2 separate regions of the Pan troglodytes genome follow, and region 2 is linked to region 1. Evidence: chromatin contacts called from public HiChIP or PLAC-seq data. All regions are on one chromosome and are shown on one strand. Each heading gives the region's core, a stretch centred on a gene start, on an enhancer-like site or on the middle of the called end of the contact. The rest is flanking DNA. Distances are from core to core; before and after follow the strand shown. Region 1 holds the start of SS18L1 (SS18L1 subunit of BAF chromatin remodeling complex). Region 2 holds the start of LAMA5 (laminin subunit alpha 5).

The links. HiChIP or PLAC-seq counts read pairs in DNA pulled down with a chosen protein or histone mark.
Region 2: an H3K4me3 HiChIP or PLAC-seq map of stem cell-derived excitatory neurons shows a contact between it and region 1, with 2.1 times the contacts expected there. The contact joins the promoter of LAMA5 here to the promoter of SS18L1 in region 1. A contact is called at or near these places in 1 of 7 Hi-C or Micro-C datasets (stem cell-derived neural progenitor cells) and 1 of 1 datasets of contacts at active chromatin or transcription factors (stem cell-derived excitatory neurons).

What each region holds. Positions count from the first base shown.
Region 1 is chr21:68,451,494-68,456,977 of NHGRI_mPanTro3-v2.0_pri, forward strand. SS18L1 (SS18L1 subunit of BAF chromatin remodeling complex) reads left to right here and starts at 2,213. Exons shown (of 12, transcript XR_001712340.3): 1 at 2,213-2,383. It overlaps PSMA7 (proteasome 20S subunit alpha 7), which reads right to left and starts at 1,991. Exons shown (of 7, transcript XM_514761.8): 1 at 1,701-1,991. The coding sequence starts at 1,796.
Region 2 is chr21:68,675,819-68,681,877 of NHGRI_mPanTro3-v2.0_pri, forward strand. It overlaps LAMA5 (laminin subunit alpha 5), which reads right to left and starts at 4,594. Exons shown (of 80, transcript XM_024352052.3): 1 at 4,228-4,594. The coding sequence starts at 4,524.

The sequences.
Region 1 (5,484 bases), core at 963-3,462:
GCCTTTCAAATACTGAGATGTAGTTTTAGTTACAACATAGCTAGTGAGTAACCATTATATAATCGGCATGTGTTTCCTTTCAACCCAATGAATCAAACAGTCCCGTGCAAAGCCTGGAAGCCTGAGACTTTCACTCAAGTCTGGTGTTCTGAAGGCAGTGTTTCTGTAGTTGTGAAATTATATTGAGCCACAATGCACTGTTTCCTGCACTGTGACATACTCATGTGACAGCCATGAGAAGGGGCCTGATTTGCCGTCAGTGACAAGGTGTCAACTGTTATCCCAAATTGTTTATGGCTGATGCTGGAGAAGAATATGGCTGTTATTAAAAGCATGAACAATCACTGACAGTCAACCCCGAGTCAAGCCAGAAACAAAGGGAACCATCATTGGGATAAACAGCGCCTCCTGGTTTAGAGCAGGGCTTCTCCAGCTCAGCACTGTGAGCACCTGGGCAGGGGGAGCTCCCTGTGCCTGCCGCCCTGAGCACGGGTGGGATATTGAGCAGCGTCCCTGGCCTCTACCCTCCAAATGCCAAGAGCACCTCTGCAAGGTCTTACCACTGGAAAAGTCTCCACACACTGCCAGTGGCTCCGTGTGGGCCCAAAACCATCCCTGGCTGAGAAGTATTGATCTGAAGTGTTTGGGTTTTCTGGGAGCTTTCTCAGGTACTGACTCACTTGACCTTCGACTGACTCGAGGCCCAGAGAAGCTATATCGGTTCGTTAAAGCCAGCGGCGGCCAGCTGGCGGGGGTGGCAGTATTGGGGTGGGTACAGGGGTCAGCCGACTCCTAGTCCTCTTTAAGCTGAGTTAGATCACCTGATGAATACTGGGCCTTCATTTCAAAACAAAGATTCAGAAAATGAAAACAACTCAAAATTTACAGAACCGTGTGTGCTGCTTTGTCTGCCTGCTCAAACCTCTGAATACCAGGTGATAAAAGAATAACGATCTCACAGGCTGACCAATTAAACTGACACGTCTTGATGGTACAAATTTAAGTTTCAAACAATGTCACTAAGGTCAATGTACACGAGCCCTCCTCAAAACGAAACGGCCGCGTTCAAACCAGTCCTGACCCGGGCGGCTGCAGCCCGGCCCCGGGAAGGCTCCTCCCGGCAGAGTGCGGAGACCCGGGAGGCGCCCGCCACCGGCCAGGCCAGCGAGTCGCTTTGTTCTCGAAGCCCACCTGGGCCTAGAGAATTAGTGTTGCCCCGGAGCGGGTGGGGGTCCCCATAAGGGGGGTTTGAGTAGTTCGCTCCCCAGCCACCCGGCTGCGTGAACAGCCCCCCAGCGAGCGCACGGCCTACCCCCCGCGCTCCGCGGCCCAGGGCGGCCCTCGCCCGGCCTCTGCTCGCCGGGGCGGCGGCGCGACCCACGCGCCCGGCCGGGGCCAGGGGTGCTCAAGATGGCGTCGTCACGGCCCCCGTGCCCGGGGCCCCACGCGAGGCCGGGCCCCAAGCGAGGCGCTGAGTGGGGAGAACGAGCGCTCGCGGCTCACGCCAAACGCCGCCTCTGCAGGCACTCGTGGAGACCGGCAGCGGGGCCCGCGCTCAGCTACAGCCCTGACCGCCCGCGCCGCTGCCCCGCGCACGCCCGCGGGCGCCCACAGCGCCGCGCCCGGCCCCGGCCCTCTCTCGGCTCCCCAGCCCCACTTCCGCCCGCGTCCCCGGCCCCGCGCAGGCCCCGGCGCCTCACCGCGGTCGAGCCCTTCTTGACGGCCTCCTGCGCGTACTCCACTTGGAAGAGGTGGCCGTCGGGCGAGAAGACGGTGATGGCGCGGTCGTAGCTCATGCCGGCGGGCGGCGGCCGGGCTCCTTCCGCCGCGACTCTCAAAAGCGCACACTCACGGCCCGCGCGCACCCGCGACTCCCGGCGCCACTACGCCCGCGCCCCACCCTCGGCGCCGTGACCTGCGCTGCCGGCGACGGGCGGCGTCAGGCGGCGACGGGCAGCGTCAGGCGGCGGCGGGCGGACGTGATGGCGCGCGCCGGGGCGGGGTCAGGCCGAACCACCGGTGGCCGGGGGTGGGAGGCGGTGCTCCGGCGAGGGCCGGGCGCTGGGTGCGAGGGGGTCGCCGGGGGCCACCGTTCGGCACTGGGCCGCAGACCGTTCTGCAGGGCGGAGCGGCGGCGCCGCGGGCCCGGAGGCGCGGCGACGGCGACGGGGCGGACGAGCCCACGACGCGGCGCCCCCCGCGCTCCCGCCCCCTGCCCCCCCCTCCGCGACTGCGGATAATGAGCGCCTCGGGCCGCCCAGCGCAGCCGGAGTATCCACCTCGATGACCACGGGCTGAGCCCCGCGCCGCCACCATGTCCGTGGCCTTCGCGTCTGCCCGGCCAAGAGGCAAAGGGGAGGTTACGCAGCAAACCATCCAGAAGGTGGGCCGGGCCGGAGCGGCGGCGCTGGGCGGCGGGTCTGCGGGCGGGCGCGCGCGGGGACGGGGCGCGGGCAGCTGGCGGGCGCGGGGCGCGAACAAAGCCGGGGCGCAGCCGGGCGGCCGCGAGCCCCGACGGCGGCCCCGTGCCCTTCCCCGCGTCCCACGCCTGCGCGCCGGCGGGCACCCGGCCGTGTGGGGGGCGCTCCCCGGAGAGCCTGCGCCAACTTTGTTGGGGCGCGCGGGTCCCTCGGGCCGGGGCACTGGGCAGTGGGGGCCGGGCGGACGCTGGAGGCTGCCGGCCCCCGAGCGCGCTGTTACCCGCGTCCGCGGCGCGCGCTGGGAACTGTCCTGGGCTATGCCGGGCGCACGGGGACTCCTCGGGGCCGGAGCCGCGGCGAGGGCTCGTCGCGCTCCGCAGCCAGCTTCGGTGGCGAAGGCGGGCGGTACTCGTTTTCTGCGCTCATCTTGGTTAGTGGTGAGGGGCCCGGGTCGGCCTCCGGGCGCACTGCGACCGCGGAGACTGTGGCCGGGGCTGCCCCTCTTGCTCCTGGAGCGAGGCGCGAACGATGGAGGCACGGAAGGACGCGTCCCGATCCCCATTTGGGGGGCATCGTTACGCAGCCCGGCCCCGTAGGGAGCGCACCGCCCCCTCCGTATCCTCGCGGCTACGCCGGGTTTCAGCGTGACACCCTCGCCAGCCGCCTCGCCTAACAAACTTGACGGATTTGCTCCACAGCCTTTCTTCTAGCTCCGTAAGTTCGGCCTTGTGGTTTTCAAGAGACAGCGTTTACGTGGGTTTGGGACACCGTTATCCAAAGCCCTAAGTTGTGAAATTGAGACTTTGTATTTTCTGCTGTTTTTTCTGTAGAAGACAGATTCGGAAGAAAATCAGCATTAGCCACACCCGTTTCAGTTGTCACAACATCTGTTGGAATGACATTGGTTTTTTTTCCTAAACTCTGACTCCGTCTTCACCCTGGTGGGATTGCAGGGATAAACAGTGGTATTCCTAGGTTCCCAGGAGCCGCTTGTCTCCCTAAGGGGGTTCACCTTGACCTTGACTGAGGCTGTTATTCCTTGATGACGTGCCAGTCTCCTGTGGAAGTTGTCCTAAATCTATCGCCTATTTTGAGACTACCTTTGCTGTTGCTAGTTTTAGAAATTTGATGGTCTTAACAAATGAGAACCTTGGCCAACTCTGAACAGGAGAGATTGAGAATAGCAGAAATACAGATTTACAAGTGTGGCATTTTAATTTACTTAGTAAACACTTATGTGGCGCTTACCGTATCCCAGACACTGTTCTAGGGGTTTTATAAATCTTGATTCATCCAATTCTTCATAGAAGCTACTGGCTTCCCGTTTAATAGCTAAAGAGGCTGCGGCCTAGGGAGGCCGTGCCTTGCTGGTAAGTGGACACTGAGGCCTAGGGGGGCTAAATGCCTTGCTGGTAAGTGGCACAGCCAGGTGTTGAACCCATACGGTGGCTCCAGGATCTGTTCTGTTGGTGCCCCTTGATCTGGGAACATTTGGCCAGGCGGAGGTCAAGCTCTAGGCTCAGAGGCAAATGTTGGAACCCAGAGCGTCTGCTGGCACTCTGGTTTTTTGGAGCTTAACAGTCATTGTTCCTGAAGCTACCTTTGGCTGCAACGTTTATCCCATTATTTGCACTTCGCACACAGTTCCATTGAAGCTCCCCAAATTCTCCAGGTAAAAGTGTGTATTGAGGTGCTGCCCCGAACATCAGATCAGAAAGGAAGAAATGCACCTGTGGACCGTGGGTCCCTGGGCAGAAACTCAGCCTGCTGACCATTGGAAATAGGCCTTCAGTTTAGGCTGCTGACTTGGCCTGGTAGGGCCAGCAGTCTGCGTATTGGGCTTGGTGTTTTGACGGTGAATATATGTACCCAGGGATCTTTTACTGGGAGGTGTGAGAAGGCTGAGAAAGGTGTGAGAGGTGTATGTTCTATGCCTCAGACGTGTGCTGTGTCCACAGTGTGTGCTGGTAGTGTCATGCCGAGAGCTTTAAGAGAAGCCAGGGACCCCTCTGAAGCCTGCGTGGTAGTGAAGGAGAAGGAAGTCTACAACTTGTCCTTACAGCATTCTGCGTGGTAGTGAAGGAGAAGGAGGTCTACAACTTGTCCTTACAGCATTCTGTGCGGGTGGAGATCTTCCAGGCCAACTTCTACTCAACCTTCAAAGCCTCACTCACGTGTTCCACGTCTCATGCTCCGTCGGCAGTCATGTGGCCCTTGTAGCACTTGCTTGGGCTCCTGAGTTTGGCGTGTGACTGATTATTCTTTGCTGATCCCCAGCCTCTCATAGTGTCTGAGCACAGTTAGTGCTGAGCACGTGCCGGATCATCTGTGACGCTGGTCCCATCAGTGGAAGTGTTTTGAGATAAGCAGATGCGTTCGTGTCCTGTGACTTCCTTGACACATTCCCACAACTCAGGTGGCTTCAAACAACAGAAATCTATTCCCTCACAGTTCTGAAGACCAGAAGTCCCAAGTCCAGGGGTCAGTTACCTGCTCTTCTCCTGGCTTCTGATGACTGCAGGCAGCCCTTGATGTTCTCTGGCTTGTAGGTGCATCCAGCGTGTCTCTGTTTTGATCATCTTTTTTTTTTTGGATGGACTTTCGCTCTTCTTGCCCAGGCTAGAGTGCAGTGGCGCGATCTCGGGCTCACAACCTCCGCGCCCCCGCCCACGTTCAAGCGATTCTTCTGCCTCAGCCTCCTGAGTAGCTGGGATTATAGGCACGTGCCACCACACCCGGCTAATTTTGTATTTTTAGTAGAGACGGAGTTTCTCCGTGTTGGCCAGGCTGGTCTTGAACTCCCAACCCCAGGTGATCTGCCCCCTCCCCCCCTTAGCCTCCCAAAGTGCTGGGATTACAGGCATGAGCCACCGTGCCTGGCCTCAATTTCCCACTTTTTATAAGGACTCTAGTCACTGGTTTTAGGGCCGACCTTAATCCAGCATGACCCCGTCTTTATTTCATTTTCAGATACCTCGTTTCCAGTACCTCCCATGCGCAGGCACCAGGGGTCTGGGTACAGTTTAGCCCACGAGAGTGCGTTTGTGGTGAGGGCTATCCCAGA
Region 2 (6,059 bases), core at 3,344-5,843, 230 kb after region 1:
ACTCAGGGGACGTGGCTCATGTGAGCTGCTCACGGCGCTAAGGACAAGAGGAAGACCAGGGTGGAGAGGGGCGTCTGCCTTGGGTGGGAAAATCTCGGTGGGCCTCTCTAGGGGGGTGGCGTCTGAGCACTACGTGGTAAGGGGGGGGGTGTGCTCTAGGCAGAGGGGGTGCCAGTGCAACGAGCCCTGGGGGCAGGAAGAGTCTCACAGTAAACCACAAGGTGGATCAATGTGTCTAGAGCCAAGGGGGCAAGAAGGGGCAGGAGCAAGGCAAAGCATGGCTACCCCTCCCTGCTGGCCCTGCCAGGGGCTCCAGAGAGGCTTGGACAAAATGCAGCAAGCCAGGGGGCGGAAGGGGGAGCTGCAGACAGAAGGACCGTCAGGGCCGGGATCCAGGCGGCCAGACCCCGCCCCACCTCCAGATCTTGCCCACAGCCTTCCGGATTAGGGTCTCCAGAGAGACAGAATTAAGCTGTTCCGGAGGCCTGTGGGGACCGGCCCCAGAGTGGAGGTGTGGACAGCGGCAGGTGGGCCTGGGCCTCCTGGCTGCTGCTTCCGAGTCCTGGGAAGAGGCCAAGTCACAGTAACTGCTGAGCCTCAATGTCCCCATCCAAAGAGTGGGGATAAGGCTGCACCTGCCTGGGGCCACCGTGAGGAGTAATGGCTCACACACACAGCCTGGCAGCCGCTTCTGTCCCGGGCCTGCCATCTGCTGGGGGCCTGTCCTGCATGGGTGAGTGGGGAAGAGAGGAGGCTCCCAGCAGGATCCTGGCCTGCATCCTGGCAGGGGAGGGGTAGTGCTGGGAGCCGGGGCAGGGATGAGGAGAGGAGAGGGGGCAGAGCTGGGTCCTGGCTGCTCCCCCGCCCCCCCAGGAAACCAGATCTGCTGTTTGTCCACACAAAGGCGCCCTCCCAGGCTTGGGGTTGATTGAGGCCCCAGAGGCCTCAACCTGAGTTTGAGAAAGTCAGCGGCCCTACCCCGCCCAGCCTCCCTTGAGGGGCCAGACCTCATCCTAGGAGGAGGAGGTAGGAGCTGGGGAGATGCCTTCTCCCCACCCCCAGGCCCAGCACCTACAGAGGGCCCAACCCCCTTGCCCAGAGTGTGCCCTCTGCCTCCACTGAGCACCAGGGCAACACCCGGTACCCCTCCCACAGGCTCCCAAGACCCCACCCTGGTGTTTGGATTGCCCCATCTCAGACTTTGCCCCAGACCACCCAAGATGCAGCTCCGCAGCCCCCAGTGTGGCCACTGCTGTATTTCCTTTACTGCATGTATGAGACCTGGAATTATCTGGGGGCCTCCCCGGGGTCCCCCAGAGCTCTGCGGTGGCAGGGTCCACACCCTCCTTATTCCCGCTGTGTCCCCAGCTCACCACCTAAGCATTCTTGTGGATGGGGCTAGAGCAACTGAAGACACCCAGTTAAGCGCCACGACCCCTACCCGCAGGCCGCACTGCAAGCTTTGACGGTGGCCCCCAAACTCAAGAGCTCAATGACAGCACGGCACACACAGGTCCTGCTCAGGGTGGGGCCAGGGGCTCCTGGAGAAGGTAGGTGTGGGCGGGGCCCTCTGGCTGGGGCAGCCGGACCTCCCAGGGAAGGATGCTTGCTGGTCAAGACCCTCCCAGACACACGAGCAGCAGAGGGAAGCTGGGTGGAAGGTTGCGGGTCAAGGGTCAGCCTCTACTCTTCCAGGAGGTCAGGGAAGCAACTGCTCAGTCCCTGCCTGGGCCAGCGTTGGTCCAGTTATTGGGAGGCAGTTCCAGTCCCCATTCGGCCACTCACTGAGCCACAGAGGACAGGGTTGGGAAAACCAGGCTCCCCCACCTCCGCTGCGGAGGGTCCCGTGAGAACAGAGCTAGGAAACAGCAGAAGGGCCGATAAGGACTTCCCCTTCCAATGAGTCACCACGCTGGCCTGGCTGCCCAGTCCCCACCTTCCCAGGCTGGGCCGGCCCGGCCAGGGATCCCCTGATGCCCACCTGGGGCTGCGAGGGCCACAACCTCCCCCTGCCCTCTGCCTGCTCCAGCTGCCCAGCAGGGTTCACCCCGACCCCCATCTGGGATGCCCAGCTAATGTGCATCTCCTACAGAGGGTCCCTGAGAGCCCCTGGCCTGCAGCCTTGAGAACACACTGCCCAGCCCCAGGCCCCATAGCCTTAGTGAGCCCCCTAAGATGGAGCTGCGGCTTCATCGCCTGGGCACCTCCTGTGCCTGCCTGCCTTGCCCCAACCGCAGCTCCACTCCAGACTGGCCGGCAAGGACTTCTCACACGCCCAATCCGCGGCCAGGGCGGTCAGCAGACCCGCGGCTCTCAGATGAAGGAGGCATCCAAGGTCATACCCGTCCAGCTCACGTCTACCAGCCGATCTTTCTACATATCTGGCAGCCTCAGTGGGCACTCACTGCTCAGAGCTCAAGACTTTGGAAGCGAAGGGTTCGCCTCTATTGCTAGACATGAGCTGGGCGAGGCCGGCTGGTTTCTCATCCAAGCTGGCTCTGAGGCATGGAGCACCACAGCCCACAGCTGCCACTGAAACTGTGGCCGCTTCCCAGGCTCCTCGGGCCAAGCTCACAGTCTCAGGTGAGGCGGGCCAGCACGCTGTGCCCATTTTAAAGACAGCTTGAGGCTGACAGAGGGAAGCCACACAGCTGAGGCAGAGGAGAGGGGCGTTGACTACAGGCTGGCCCTTTACTCACGAGACGGGGGTAATAAGCCCCCACAGAGGAGACAGATCTGAGAGGGGGCCTGTGGCCCCCAGCCACGCAGCATGGGCAGGCTGTGGGGGGGTGGTCTGAGGTTCAGAGGGCACCTGGAGCCTCCCCTGCCAGAACGGCAAAATCTCAGCTGGGGACACTCAGCCAGGCCCTCTGTGGTGAGGTGTGGCAGCAGGCAAGGAGACAGTCACAGGCCCTCCGTCCTGAGACCCGGCCCCTCTGAGTTGAACAGATAAGGGGGCAGCCAGGAGGCGCCCAGGTTCCCACAGCTAACCCCCGCTGGACCCTGTTCTGGCTGGGGGGCTCCAAGCAGGTGTCAGCAGCTTTCCAGGGCTCAGATTCCCCATCTGAAGTGTGGGCTTGAGACCTCCTATCTCAGAGGACTGTGCTGGGCTTAAGGAGAGAACGGTGAGCCCAGAAGCCTGGGGAGGCTCCTTCCCCCTCCACCAGGGCCAAGGGGGTGGGGCAGGCAGAGGGGGCGGGCACAGCCCAGGCTCCTCCATTCATCCCCATAACGTCTTGCTCCAGGGCCCTCTGCCCCCACCCAGCAAATCTCCAGCTACTCGCCCCTGCCCCAGCCTCTCCTTCCAGGAAGGCAGAGGTACCAGGGAGGAGACAGCTCAGGTTACACAGGCCCTCAGGGCCCCTAGACTCTCCCTAAGGTGGGGCTGAGGTGGGGAATGGGCCTAGAGCGGCCGGTTGGGAGCCGTTGGAGCTGACTTTGCTGCTCCTCACCAAAGGCTGACCCCAGGCCCAACCTAAGTCTAGAGGGCCCCAAGAGCCTTGGTTTCCAGGTGAGGTGTCCATGCATGGAGTCCACCAACAGAACCCGCCTACAGGTTTAAGGCTTGTTGGGGAGGGGACATGCACCCCAGGGGGTCTTCAGGGCCTGAACCCACATCTCCCAGGGAGACTGAAGCCCCCGGACCCTACCACCTGCTGGGCAGAGATGCTGCCCCTCCTGGGAGCCACGTGTTCCCAGCCCCAGTCAAAACTTCGCAGCTGGCCCTCCCCTACTTTGGAGGTCTCCTCGAGTCCCTAGACTCCTCCGAGAGGGGCCAGTGGGAGCCTCAGGTGGCTGGCCCCTCCCACCCCATCCAGAGGCCAACAGGTTCCAGCCTGTCCCGGGTAGGGCGGAGCTGCGCCCCCTCCCCACCGGCAGCAGGCGGCGGAGGCCAAGTCCCGCCCTCCCCGGGATCCCGGACTTGGGGCCGCCAGGGACTGGGCCCGGCCCCTCTCCCGCCCCGGTCACCGCAGTCTAACTGGACCGGCGCCCAGCCGCCCCCGGGTCCATGCCGGGGACTTTAATTCCGCCTTCCCGGAGGGACGCGAAGTTTCCCGGCCGAGACGGAGCGGCCGGGTCGGGGTGCCTTCTTGGGCCCCCAAAATGCGGAACCAGAGAGTCCGCACCTGGACTCGCCCCGGGCCACGGCGCTCCCCCTGGGGTCGGGCCGGTGTTCCGGGTCCGAGTGCCCCGGGAGGATGCCCCACGGCCCGCCCCTGCGCTCACCTGGATGGTCTGGTTGGGGTCGCCGCCGGCCACGGGGCCCCCTACCAGCTTGCAGTAAAGGTCCTCGGTGGGGCGCGGGGAGCCGCGCGCCGGGGCCTCCTCTCCGCAGGTCGCGGAGGCGGCGATGCGGGCGCCCTCGGCCAGGTTGAAGTAGGGCGGGTGCAGGCTGAAGCCGCCGCCCGCCTCCTCCCGCGCCCGCGCCGCGCCCAGCAGCGCCAGCCCGACCAGCAGCAGCGGCGCGGGGCCCCGGGGGCCGCGAACACACAGTGCGCTCCCCGCGCAGAGCCGCTTCGCCATCTTCCCGGCTCCGGGCCGCGTCCCCGAGCTCCAGGGACAGCGCGCGCGGCGGGAGCCCGGCGGGTCTGAAGCCAGGCGGCCGGCAGGGCTCGCTCCGCCCGCGGACGTCAGGCCCCGCCCCGGCCCGCCCGAGCGCCCGAGCCCCGAGCCCCGGGGAGAGGTCCGGGGAGGCGGGGTGGGGGGGGTGGGGGGGAAGGAGAGAGGAGGGGGAGGGGCGGCCGGGCGGCCTTAACCCTTCGGACCCCGGCCCGGCCGCCTCCCGGAAGGGGCACCTGCTGGCCTCGGGCCAGGCCGTGGGACGACGGCGCCGCCGGGCCCCCAGCCCAGGTCGTAGCTCCGGGTCCCGGGTGTGACCCTAGCGCTCCCCACGACGCCCTGGCCCCCAGAGCGCCCACCAGCTCCTCCCAGCCCAGGGGCCCACTCTTTGTTACCCTAACTTTGGTGCACCACTCGGCTGCCCCCGCTCCTCCCCCAACAGCGTCCGTCCTGCTGGCTGCGGGAAGGTGCCCTCTGCACCCGCGAATGACCATCTGCAGAGGAACAGGGGCAGCCTAGGTGGGAACCCCCTGCTTCCTGGGGCAGCCAGGTCAGGTTCAACTCGGCCTGGCTCCTGCCTGCCCCAGCAGGACTTAAAAATACTCTCAGATAGGGAAATAGGGGCAGGAGGGACTGGCCTGCAGCTGCAGCCCCCTTTAGAGGACGGGGGCGGTGCTCACGGCCCCACAGCCGCCAAATTGGCTCTTAAGGAGGTCGGGGGCTCTGGTCACAGCTGCTGAGCACCTGCTGGGTGCCTGGAAGCACCTGTGCTCCGGGGCCCCGTGGGCTCCACCAGCTCTCTCGGCCTGGCCTCCAACCCGCTGCACAGCCGCGCACGCGTTCCTGCCACGATCGGCGGCTCGAGGACGCCTGGCAAACAGCACAGGACCTAGAGGCCGAGATCAGGTCTTCGTCTGCCTTTGGGTGGCTGCGGCCCTGGGTCTCCTACTTCCCTTGGGCTCCGGGGCCAAATCTGCCTCCAGGGAAGCCCCGAGGGGGTGGCGGCGGGGTGGGGCTGCAGCTGCCGAGCTGGCAGCAACCCCCCATCTCTGAGCCAGGCCAGCTGGGCGGGCCATGGTCCCAGATGGGCTGTGGGGCTCATCTCTCGCTGGGTTCCCTGGACAGTCCCGGGGGGCCGGGTGGGTTTGTGGGGCACTGGCCAGCCGGTTCTGGTGGGGGTTCTGAGCTAGCAGCTGTCCCTGGAGGGTGCACCTCCTTGCACACCTTCCTGGCGCCCTGGCCTCCTGCAAATCTCAAATCCCAAGAGGGTGTATGGCCCTTTCTCTACGGAGTCGGGAGGGCGATGGGACCCTCTCTCCCACCTCCTACTTTCCGGCCCGGCAATTCTTCCATAACTTCACTATTAGTTCTCCCACCTGGGGGAGGGGGGAAAGGAGGCGGCTCCCCTTGGCAGGAGAAGCTCCAAGTGGGGGAGGGGCTGGCTGGAGAGGGGGCGGAGACATCAAGGAATCTGCAGTCCAGGCGCAGAGTCCGGCTCT